Linked DNA regions of Mus musculus: region 1 is linked to region 2. Evidence: chromatin contacts called from public HiCAR-type data. All regions are on one chromosome and are shown on one strand. Each heading gives the region's core, a stretch centred on a gene start, on an enhancer-like site or on the middle of the called end of the contact. The rest is flanking DNA. Distances are from core to core; before and after follow the strand shown.

What was found. HiCAR-type assays count read pairs that join an accessible place to other places.
Region 1: a contact with region 2 is called in a HiCAR-type map of embryonic stem cells, with 4 times the contacts expected there. The contact joins the enhancer-like site here to the promoter of Itgb3 in region 2. A contact is called at or near these places in 6 of 39 promoter capture datasets (the C10 cell line, the HPC-7 cell line, the SN4741 cell line and 2 more), 2 of 484 Hi-C or Micro-C datasets (both in the G1E-ER4 cell line), 7 of 115 datasets of contacts at active chromatin or transcription factors (craniofacial prominence, embryonic hindbrain, embryonic stem cells and 1 more) and 1 of 9 other capture datasets (embryonic stem cells).

What each region holds. Positions count from the first base shown.
Region 1 is chr11:105,150,495-105,155,654 of GRCm38.p6, forward strand. No RefSeq gene overlaps it. Among named protein-coding and RNA genes, the nearest start is that of Mettl2, 27 kb to the left of the region's middle. Within about 2 kb of position 2,212, at least 86 of the 459 cell types and tissues checked have an H3K27ac peak or open chromatin away from gene starts, as enhancers often do. A contact at or near this core is called in the G1E-ER4 cell line, the HPC-7 cell line, embryonic stem cells and 1 more, where this site is marked.
Region 2 is chr11:104,605,198-104,610,537 of GRCm38.p6, forward strand. It overlaps Itgb3 (integrin beta 3), which reads left to right and starts at 2,803. Exons shown (of 15, transcript NM_016780.2): 1 at 2,803-2,967. The coding sequence starts at 2,892.

The sequences.
Region 1 (5,160 bases), core at 962-3,461, 540 kb after region 2:
AACGAGAGAGAGAGAGAGAGAGAGAGAGAGAGAGAGAGAGAGAGAGAGAGAGAGAGAACAGAGAAAATGACAAATAAAACCTCTCCCTGGAAAGAGAGTGGATGAAGGGAGAACAGAGAATAAAGAAAAGTGGATGAGGGCAGGGGGTGGGGGGTGGGGTGGGCCAGCAGGACAGGAAAGATTGAGGATGGGAAAGACAGACAGAATGGAACACAGGTAACCAGTACACAGGTAGGATTGGTGCTGCTCATGCAGGAGGCAGAGTGTGAGAAACCATCAGGGAAACTAACCCCCAATGATGGCTTCACCCAGAGGGTCAGGAGACCTGAAGGCTTAGAGGGAGCTGTGCAGATGCCAGCCACCCGTAGGCATCACGTGGCGATCTCTGAGGCCTGAGACACAGCCTGAAACTAAGAGGCAGACAAAGGGGAGGAGTCACCAAGATGGCAGTCTGTACCATGGATTGAGCAGCAGGAAGAGCTAAGGCTGGAGGCTGTGCGGAGAGGACACTAAAACAGGATTAACTAGTTAGAGTCAGGTAGTAGAAATGAGGGGAAGAAATCTGTCTTCTTTTCTCAGCCCTCCCCCTCCTCCTCTTTCTCCTAGGAAATCTATGTTGAAAAAAATAAAATAGTTCCCAATAAAAAGCCAAGCACACTGCAGACTGCGGTCCACAGCCTGCGCACGTTCCTCTTCCCAGGTTCCAGCCCCTAAAGGAACAAGGGATTTTCTGGTGCTCTTGTTTCTGCCTGTAACCTGCTTTCTGGCGGATCAAGTCCTTCCCTAGGATGCTTAAAAATGGGAGGAAGCCATTTCTAGGTATCAGGCTCCACACAGGGTGAGCCAGGGAGCTTTGGCGGTCAGGAGACTGAGAAGAGGACAGCAGGGTGCACAACTGCAGGTTGAGGTTGAAGCACGTGCTCCAACAGCCCCTGGGTGGGAAGCCTCCACTCAAAGCTAACAGCGGGCCGGAAGTGCTGAGCAAGCTGAAAAGAAAGGGCAAGGCTGGACCGCCAGGTACCCCCCCCCCCCCCCCCCAGAGCCGGGACACTCATTACTATGAGAAGCTGCCTGAGAGGAGCGGCCTGATCATGCTTGACGATTAGCTGTGCTGCTGGGAGAAGAGGTGTGGGGATTACGGAATACCCACGCTCTAGAGGTGGACAGTGATGGGGGGGTGGGAGGATCAGGGCAAGCAGCAGGTGCTGCTGCTGCTGCGTTCTTGGGATGGGGGAGAAAAGCATTGAGGTTTCTGTTCTGACCCACTGTAGGGCAGGTGCACTTCCAACTGGAAATACCTTAAAGCCTGGGGGGGGGGGGGGCGGTAATGAAGGCTCCTGCTGCTAGAAGCTGGCTGCAGTGGCACTGTGTTTAAAGCCGCAGGCTCAGCTTTCTGCACCTGGAGGAAGTGACTGTGCTTCCACGAGGCCCGGGGGATACTGCCCTTGTTAACACCTTCCAGCTCACCCCCACAGCCTATTCCCGCCCCACCAGCGATTGGCCCTCGGACCAGTCAGTCCTTGGGGAAGAACAATCTGAAGGTGGGTAGGTCTGGAAGTCCAGCAGGGATGAGTGAAGGATAGTCAGCTTGTCAAGGGAGCCTAGAACTTGGCTGAAATATAAAGTAAAAAAAAAAAAAAAAAAAAAAAATAGCCACAAGGCTGTGGGGGTGGGGAGGGTGGCGCACACCTTTACTCCCAGCATTCCAGAGGCAGAGGTGGATCTCTGAGTTCGAGGCCAACCTGGCCTCCAGAGCAAGTTTCAGGATAGCAAGGGCTACACAGAGAAACGGGGCGGGGGTGGGGGTGGGGGGTGGGGGGGAGGGGGGGTGGCGGGGGGGGGGCAGGGGAGATGGGATACCCATAAAGCTAGAGTCGTGGCTCAGTGAAGATATGCCTCCTTTGCATGTATGAGGCCTTAGGTTCATGTTAGATAATTTTGTGGTTTAATTTCTTGTGTGCGATAATGTGCTGTGATCAGATTAGAGAATTCTGGTCCTTAGGAGACACACTTTTCTGCACCACAGACACTAACAGGAAAGCAGGAGGAACACTCTGGCTTTGTCACTTGCTTTTGTCACTGACTTTAAAGGTTACCCTCACTAGTTCTGCGGGAGACACCATCTCTGACCGGTCAGTCGCAATGGTCATGGAACACAGAGATAGCTCAAATTACTACAACACCACCCAAGCGGGCCAGAGTTACGTGTCAGATGGGTGTGCCCCTTTCACCAGAGGCCCACACGGCCCCCCAGGGCACAGTGACACCACCCTTCCTGAATGCCTATTCTACAACCATAAGGTTTCTAAATGTACGGCATGGAGCACTGGCAGCTGGGCGGGTAGGTTCTAGATGGCCTGGCTTTAGAATGAACCACGCCTGTTCCCCAAAACAAACTAAACAACTGCAGGTTGCCTGTGTTAATATATACCCGGTAGTCCTAGCAGTCAGGGGCAGAGGCAGGCGGATCTCTGGGTCTTGGAAGCACATTCAGGGATTTCAAAACATCACACACACACACACACACATACACACACACACACATACACACACACACCACACACTTTTGCTGTTTTTGTGGGGTCCTGGGGACAAAACAAAACGCATCACCCAGGAGGTTGCCTGGGAAGCTGAGGCAAGAGAATCAAAATTAGTTAGGGCTACATAGCAAGCAAGAGGCCAAATTGGGCCACATGAAAAAGACAGCAGCCCCCGGGGCAGCCGTGACAGCTGACGAGAAGCCCAAGGCAGGCACACTCTGCTAAGTCCCCGCTGATGAGAAGCCCAAGGCAGGCACACTCTGCTAAGTCCCCATGGTCTTTTTCTCAGGGAGCGCCTGAGAAAAGTCACTGCTTTTCACTACTGATGGCTCTCTCTAGAGCCATGACTCCCCATCTTATAGATGGAGAAACCGCTCTGTCAGTGACAGGTCTCATCAGTCCTGAGGGCAGGGAGTGTGTGAGTTACCCTGTGGCTCCCCATGACTGGCAAAATGCCAGTGGAAGGGGGCAGGGAGGGAGAGTGCGCTGGGCTCGCCCTGTAGTGGCTGAGTGCTGAGTCGCTGGCCACTGTACACAGATGGTCCCACTTAAGCTTGATGAAGCCTCTGGAGGGTGGGATTATTAACCCCTAGAGGAAACCCTGGGCCAGGAGGTTAAATAGTGTGCCAAAGGTCACCCAGCAGAAATGAGCTGAAAGTCTTTGAACAAAAAACGTGTGCCCTTGACTGCCTGCCAGTGTACTGTTTTCTGACAGAGCAGGAGTGGACTTCAGGAATTCCTGAAGCCACTTTCCTTGAAAGGGGTTAGCACCGTGCTGAACTCAGATAATTGTGTGTGGGTGGCTGTCAATGCTAGTGAGTGAGTGAATGAATGAATTGAAAACCAAACTTCCTGGCTTTCCTCAAATGGAAGAATTTCTCCAAGAGCCTTTTTAATGCTCAGTCTAATTACAATTACAGCAAAAGGGCGCTGGAGAATTGCTGGGTCAGTCCTTTATAATCTGTCAAGTCCAATCTGCAGGCTGTTTATGTGTCGAGGTCAGAGCAGTCGTTGGCCACTCTCCTCTCAGTGTGGCAAAGAGAAGAACATGAAATCTGTGGATGTAAAACAGATTGACAGACAAGGCAATGCTGAGGTGGGGCCAGGGAGTACCAGAGTTCTAAGTTACTGTCATCCAGGCTGCTCCTCGCTGATCAGGCTTCTCTCTCCCTGGTTGGGCTTCTCCTTACTGATCAAGCTTCTTCTCTCACTGGTAATGCTTCTCTTTCCCTGGCCAGGCTTCTCCCTCACTGGCCAGGCTTCTCCCTCATTGGTCATGCTTCTCCCTCACTGGCTATGCTTCTCCCTCACTGGCAGGGCTTCTCCCTCACTGGCTATGCTTCTCTCTCACTGGCCAGGCTTCTCCCTCACTGGCCAGGCTTCTCCCTCACTGGCCAGGCTTCTCCCTCACTGGTCAGCTTCTCCCTCATTGGTCATGCTTCTCCCTCACTGGCTATGCTTCTCTCTCACTGGTCAGGCTTCTCCCTCACTGGCCAGGCTTCTCCCTCACTGGTCAGCTTCTCCCTCATTGGTCATGCTTCTCCCTCACTGGCTATGCTTCTCTCTCACTGGTCAGGCTTCTCCCTCACTGGTCAGGCTTCTCAGGCTGCCAGGTCACAGTTTTGCACTAACACTGAGCTGAATACCTATGCTGACTTGCCTGGGACATTCTCCGGGAGGCCAGCAAGATGAGGATGGCAGCATGGACCTGGCAGCTAAGCGGCTGTGACCAGCTTGTCAGGTGATTTTGGCAGAGTGAGCATCGCCCACTGTGCTCTGGAGTGCAGACCCCTGGGATTTTGAAGTGTGTAACTTGTGGTGAGAACTGCTTTTCCTTTGTGAAATAAAAAAACAACAGCAACAGACACGATGGACGGCTTTGGAGTTGTCTGTTAATTTGGAAAGTGTGAGGCACAGAAGGTTAGGGGTGTGTGGTTGTGAGATGTCACAAAGCAATTCCAGCTCTGCCCCACTCAGGCAGTCTTGGGAAGGTGGAGCTGTCTCCCCTGAGCCACTAAAAGATTTGTTCATCACACACACACACACACACACACACACACACTTTTGCTGTTTTTGTGGGGTCCTGGGGACAAAACAAAATGCATCACCCAGGAGGTTGCCTGGGAAAGCTGAGGCAAGAGAATCAAAATTAGTTAGGGCTACATAGCAAGCAAGAGGCCAAATTGGGCCACATGAGACTCTGTTGCAAACAGACAGAAAATCTCCACGACACTGGCAGTTAGTTCCATGGGAGAAAGGCAGACCCACAACTTGTTTCTCATGCCCTTGTAATGGGAAAGGACTCAGACACGACTCTTTTCCATCAGGACCAAACATGATTCTTCCTGATCTAAGAAAGGCATCAGAGGTCATTTCTGATGTTTTCTTTGTCAATGTAACTCAGAAATGATGTTTTCCACAGTAGACAGCTCTCCAGCCAGCTCTCCGGTTTTAAACCGTCAAGTAGTCAGAGATGGCGGCTCATGTGTTTAACTCCAGCACTGTGCAGGCTGAAAGAGGAGGATCAAGTTTGAGGTCAACTTGGGCTACATAATGAGATCTTGTCTCAAAAAGTCCAAAAAGGGGGGTTGGGGGCTGGAGAGATGGCTTAGTGACTAAG
Region 2 (5,340 bases), core at 1,553-4,052:
GAACCTTGGAGGGTAATAGCTCAGTTTCATACAGGTCCAAGTCTCTTTGCCCTCTGGCCTCCTGTCAGGATGTGAACAGCTGCTTCAAGTTCTCTGCCGAGATAGACTCAAACTTGAACACTAGGAGATGGCTCACAGGGCAGAAGTGTTAGTTAAGCAAACTTGATGATCTGAGTTCCATTCCTGGATCCTATGCTGTCCTCCACCTCCATGTGTACCATGGCATGCATATAGTTGCATATACCACACATATACTACACACACACACCACTACACACACACACACACACACACACACCACACACACAAACACCACACCACACACATATACACACACACACACACACACACACACACACACACCACACCACACACACAGGGCACACATACACATACCACACATACACTCCCCACCTCACACACACACACCACACACACAGGACACACATACACACACCACACACACAGGACACACACACACACCACATGTATACCCCACACACCACATCTCACACACACACACCACACTCACACACACACACACTCTACAAATTAACTTTAAAAAAACAGGGACATAGAAAGGGGTGGAGGGAAACTTGTGACAATTTATAAAGCCATTTATAAGAAATATCATCAAAAACACAGTGAAATAGCCAGAAGTTCAGCAAATTTGTTTAAGGAGAGTTGTAAGAGTTGCTAAACTTAAAAATATCATCGATTAACTTTGTGTGCATCGATGCTTTGCCTGCACATGTCTGTATAAGGATATCCGATCCCCTGGAACTGGAGTTGCAGATGGTTGTGAGCTGCCATGAGGGTGACTCGAACCTGGGTCCTCCAGAACAGCAGACAGTACTTTTAAACACTGAACCATTCCTCCAGGTCCAGGAGTTGCTAAACGTAAAGTTTAGCACGACGAAGGGAGATGATTCTAGACTGAAACTCAGAACTAGAGAACAGAGTGAAGAGTAGCAGAAGTGGTAGACAGATGGGTGAATCTCTTGCTCTCCTGATTTAAGAGATGAATAACCATTTAAAATAAAAAGCCTAAATTGTGTTTTTAAATTACTGTTTTGTGTGTATATGTATATAAGTGTGTGATATGTGTGTGTGTGTAGTGTAGGCTTATGTATACGGTGGTTGCATGGCTATACCCATGTGTACCCATGCACATACATGTGGAGATCAGAGGATGCTGTATTTTCACAAGATAGGGTCTCTCACTAAGCCTGGAGCTGGGCTAGCTGCCGGGCAGCCTTCTGCCTCACCACTTCCTCCCATTGCACTGGGATTACAGGCCAGCAGATGTCTATGCTCAGATCTGTTTGTGGTTGTTGGGGAATTTGAACCCAGGTCCTCACATTGGTCCAGCAAGCACTCTTGTCCACTGAGACATCTCCCTAGCCTCACTATTACTTTTGGTTTGCTTGGGATACTTTCCTGTTATGTAGCCTAGGGTGTATTCAAACTTGCTATGAGTCACTGTGTAGAGTAATGAAATACCGGGGAAAATACAATTGTGTCCATGAATTTATACAGTTATAAAGTTCATATCTGTGACATGAAATGATATAATATCCTGTTGTGTGAGAAGTCTGAGGAAGAAGGGTACACCTCTGGAGAGGACAAGGCTGGAGGAGGAGGAACATCAGACAAGATGGCGTGGAAGACATGGCATTTGAGATGTTTTGAAAAGTAAGTGGGATTTTCCAAATGGAAAGAGGAAGGAAGGTCAGTCAGATGGAAAGGCATGGGACATTTAGGAGTGACAAAAATCTCTTGGGCTAAGGCTGGGTGATGGATCATGGCTGAGTTCTTTCCACACCCTTCCTCCAGAGTCTGCTCTAGCTCAGGCTGGCTTTGAACTCCCTATGTACTCAAGCACTACCTGGAACTTCTGGTCTTCCTGCCTCCTTAGGCTGGAATTGTAGGCATCACATCCTGTTTCACGTAGTGCTGGGGATGGAGCCCAGTGGTTGCTAGGCAAGTGCTCTGCCGATTGCACCACATCGCCTGCCCTAGTTTTATTTATTTATTTATTTATTTATTTATTTATTTATTTATTTATTTATTTATTTATTTTACAACACTACCCTTCTTGCGTAAGGATGCACAGGCCCAGTCACTTCTTATGACATCCTGATCAGCTTCAGCATTTTGCACCTTTTGCACGTCTAGGGGTTTCCCATCTGGGGAAGACTCAAGGAAACTAGTGCAGGGGATAGGAACAGCAGCAAGTGTTCTCTGAGGAAAATACTATAAAGCTAGTGAATTTGAGTTGGAAGGCAATATGGTGACTGTTCTAAAATGATTCTTAGACACCTGCTACGGGCAAGCAAGCATTTACAGACAGAGGCTCTACTCGGATCCGTCTTTCCTACCACAAGCTGCAGGTGTGGTATTGACAAGAGGCTGCATAGAAAGCATTTGACAGCTGCCTGCCCGTTGAGGAAAAGAATGAAACCAGGAGGAAAGCAAACTGAGCCCGGTGAAGTGAAATAGCAGTGTTGATGTCTCTGCGGAGGTGGGACTAGCAGAGTCCAGGAAGTGACCCAAAGCTTTTTTTTTCTTCTTTTTTTAAACCGAGCACCCAGGCGCAGACACCTGGGACCCAGATGCACACAGGACCCCGGGGGGCGCGGTCTCCTCTAGTGAACGCGGGCAGGTCCTCGTGGGCGGGGGGCTGGGGAAGATTGCAAAGTTTACCCATCACACTCAGCCTCAGGCAGGGTCCAGGCGTGAGCCGGAGGGAGGGAGCGCGAGCACTCCGCCCGCCCCGCTGTGTCCCACCCACCCCGTCCCCTCCCTTCTTCCCTCCCCTCCGCAGGAAAAGCAGCTGCGGGTGCCAGGCTCGCCGTGGCGCGCGCGCGGCGTGAAGGGCGGCGGACAGGATGCGAGCGCAGTGGCCGGGACAACTCTGGGCCGCTCTGCTGGCGCTGGGGGCGCTGGCGGGCGTTGTTGTTGGAGGTGAGCGAGTCGGGTGCGCGAAATGCCGTAGGACCCTGGGAACCCGGAGCTAGGACTGAGAAGCAGAGGTGCGGGGGGCGGATCCTTCTTCCCGTGGCCTCGAGGGCGCATCGCTGGTGGCGGAGATCCTGGCCTGGCCCGGGAAGCAGAGGAAAGATGGAGATCCGCTGGGCCGTCCCGGTGCGCTGGCAGAAGGATGCAGCTCACCTGCTTGGGTGGGTGTGTGCGCTCTGGGTTGCCCCTTTCTCTGGAGTGCGCAGGACAATCTTCTGGCCGCCCCACTCCTTAAGGAGGAGCAGGGATTCGGGCTCCGTCCCTTCTGGGGCCGACCTCTCACCCAACACTCCCTGACTGTGTGCTGGGAGTCAGCACAGAGGTCCTTGGGGCTGACTTTGTCTCTCCTGCGTGTGTCCCACAACATCAGCTGCCTGCATCGTCAGCTTTCAGGCCCACTAACGCTGCAGGGAAGGGGAGTCATCCAGTCCGCAGAGCCTAGGGGAGCGGGAGGGGGTGGTTGCTGGAGGTCAGCTGGAGCAAGTAAAACCCGCAGTTGTGTGTGTGTGTGTGTGTGCACATGTGTGTAATACAGTCTCATATATTTCAGGATACCTCACACTCTGTGTAGTCCAGGGTGACCTTGCACTTCAGATTCCCCTGTGCCTCTACTAAGGAGTGCTAGGACTATAGACATGCACCACCCCTCAGGGTTTATATGCTGCAGGGAGTCGAACCCAGGGTCTCCTCATGGCAGGCAAGCACTTTATTAATTGAGCTACATCTCCAGACCCAGATGGACTATTTGTTAAAGGTAAACTTTATTAAGTTGACTTTGAAGTTAAGTAATCTAAAAAAAGATTTTGGTGGCTGCCTTCCTGACCCTTGTACGGTGGTACAGATGAACATAGACATGGGACAGGGAAAGGGAAAGGGGTTTCAGTAGAGAACTGATATTTGTCTTTTGTGGCAGAAGCTTCCAAGCGAAAGATGAAAACTGTGGTCTTTAGCCTACATTGAACAAGCTTTGTCACCACAGAACAGGAACCAGGCTCTCTAGCATTCTGCCCTGGAGATATTAGAGTCTCTGTCAGCTGCTGGTAGCCGTTGATGGGGAATGGGGAAATCCTCCAGGAAAGCTGATGTTTCTAACAGATAGGCTAACTTTCGTGAATTTAAAACCTTTTAAACATTTCGACTTAATTTTTTAATTGGCATGTCATGACAGGCCCTGCTTCTGTACAGCGTGAAAGTGTCCTCACAGATAACAGATACACTGAACAAAAGATAGCTAGTACTCTTTGTGTTAGGCAATTTCCAGTTCCCCTCAGCTATTTTGAGATTTTACTTAAAACACTTTGTGGTTTGTTTGTATCTATAACTTTCACATTGACTTCTGAGTGTCATCATCACCACCTCAGGATAGAAAGAGATCCTGTTTAAAAAAATAGAAGTGATATTTCTGAAGAGTGACACTCAGGTTGTCTTTTGGTCTCTGCCCAGGGACAATTGTATATGAGCATGCATGTACATGTGCATGCGTGTACACATGGTATACACACCAAACAAACAAACAAACAAACAAACAACGGATCCTTTAGGATATCTGTTCACAGATTTGTTGTGATTGGAATAATCTAGGGAGGCGATGGCTTGTGCCAAGCTAGCCTCAGGCTCCCTCTGAGAGGATGTAGAGTCCTGTTGAGGGGCAGAAGCCTCTAGAGCATCCTGTGCAAGAGGTGTCTGTCATACTCACATGCCATCTCAGTGTTGGTGGCAGAGTTGCAAACATCACTAGGTCCCTGGGGAAGCAGGCAGTGTGGTGACTTTGGGGACACACAGAACAGGGTCGGAGTGAGGTGCCACAGAAGGGCCTTCAGAGTAGGAGGGGTAGGAGATTCTGCTCTGAGGAGACGCTGACTTTCAGTTTCTAACTACAAAAGTAATCCTTTTAGCTTCATCTAAATACTTTGTTGTATTTAAAACAAGGCGTCCTTGTATCGCAGTGGGTATTCTAACCTAATTAGGTCAGCTAGGATGAGGTGCTTGGTTCTCTAGAGTCCGCATTCTGGGAACTGTCCAACTAAAGCTCTCTTCAGGAATCCGCAGGGCCAGGAGAGATGAGGAAAGGCTTTTTGCTGGGGAAGAGGGACAGCTGGGGTTTAAGCAAGCGGGATGTGGGTTTGATTCTTAGCTTTGCCCCTGATTGACCATGCCATCTTGTTAAATTACCTAATATCTTAGTTGGGCTTCCTCACCTGTAAAGTGGAGAAAAATAGTGCCTCTCGTTGGCAGACTAAATGAGACAAAGGCTCAAATGAAGTGTTCCATGCGTGGTGATTGCTGTTGCTATTAAGCTGTCTACTATGGACTGCGGGC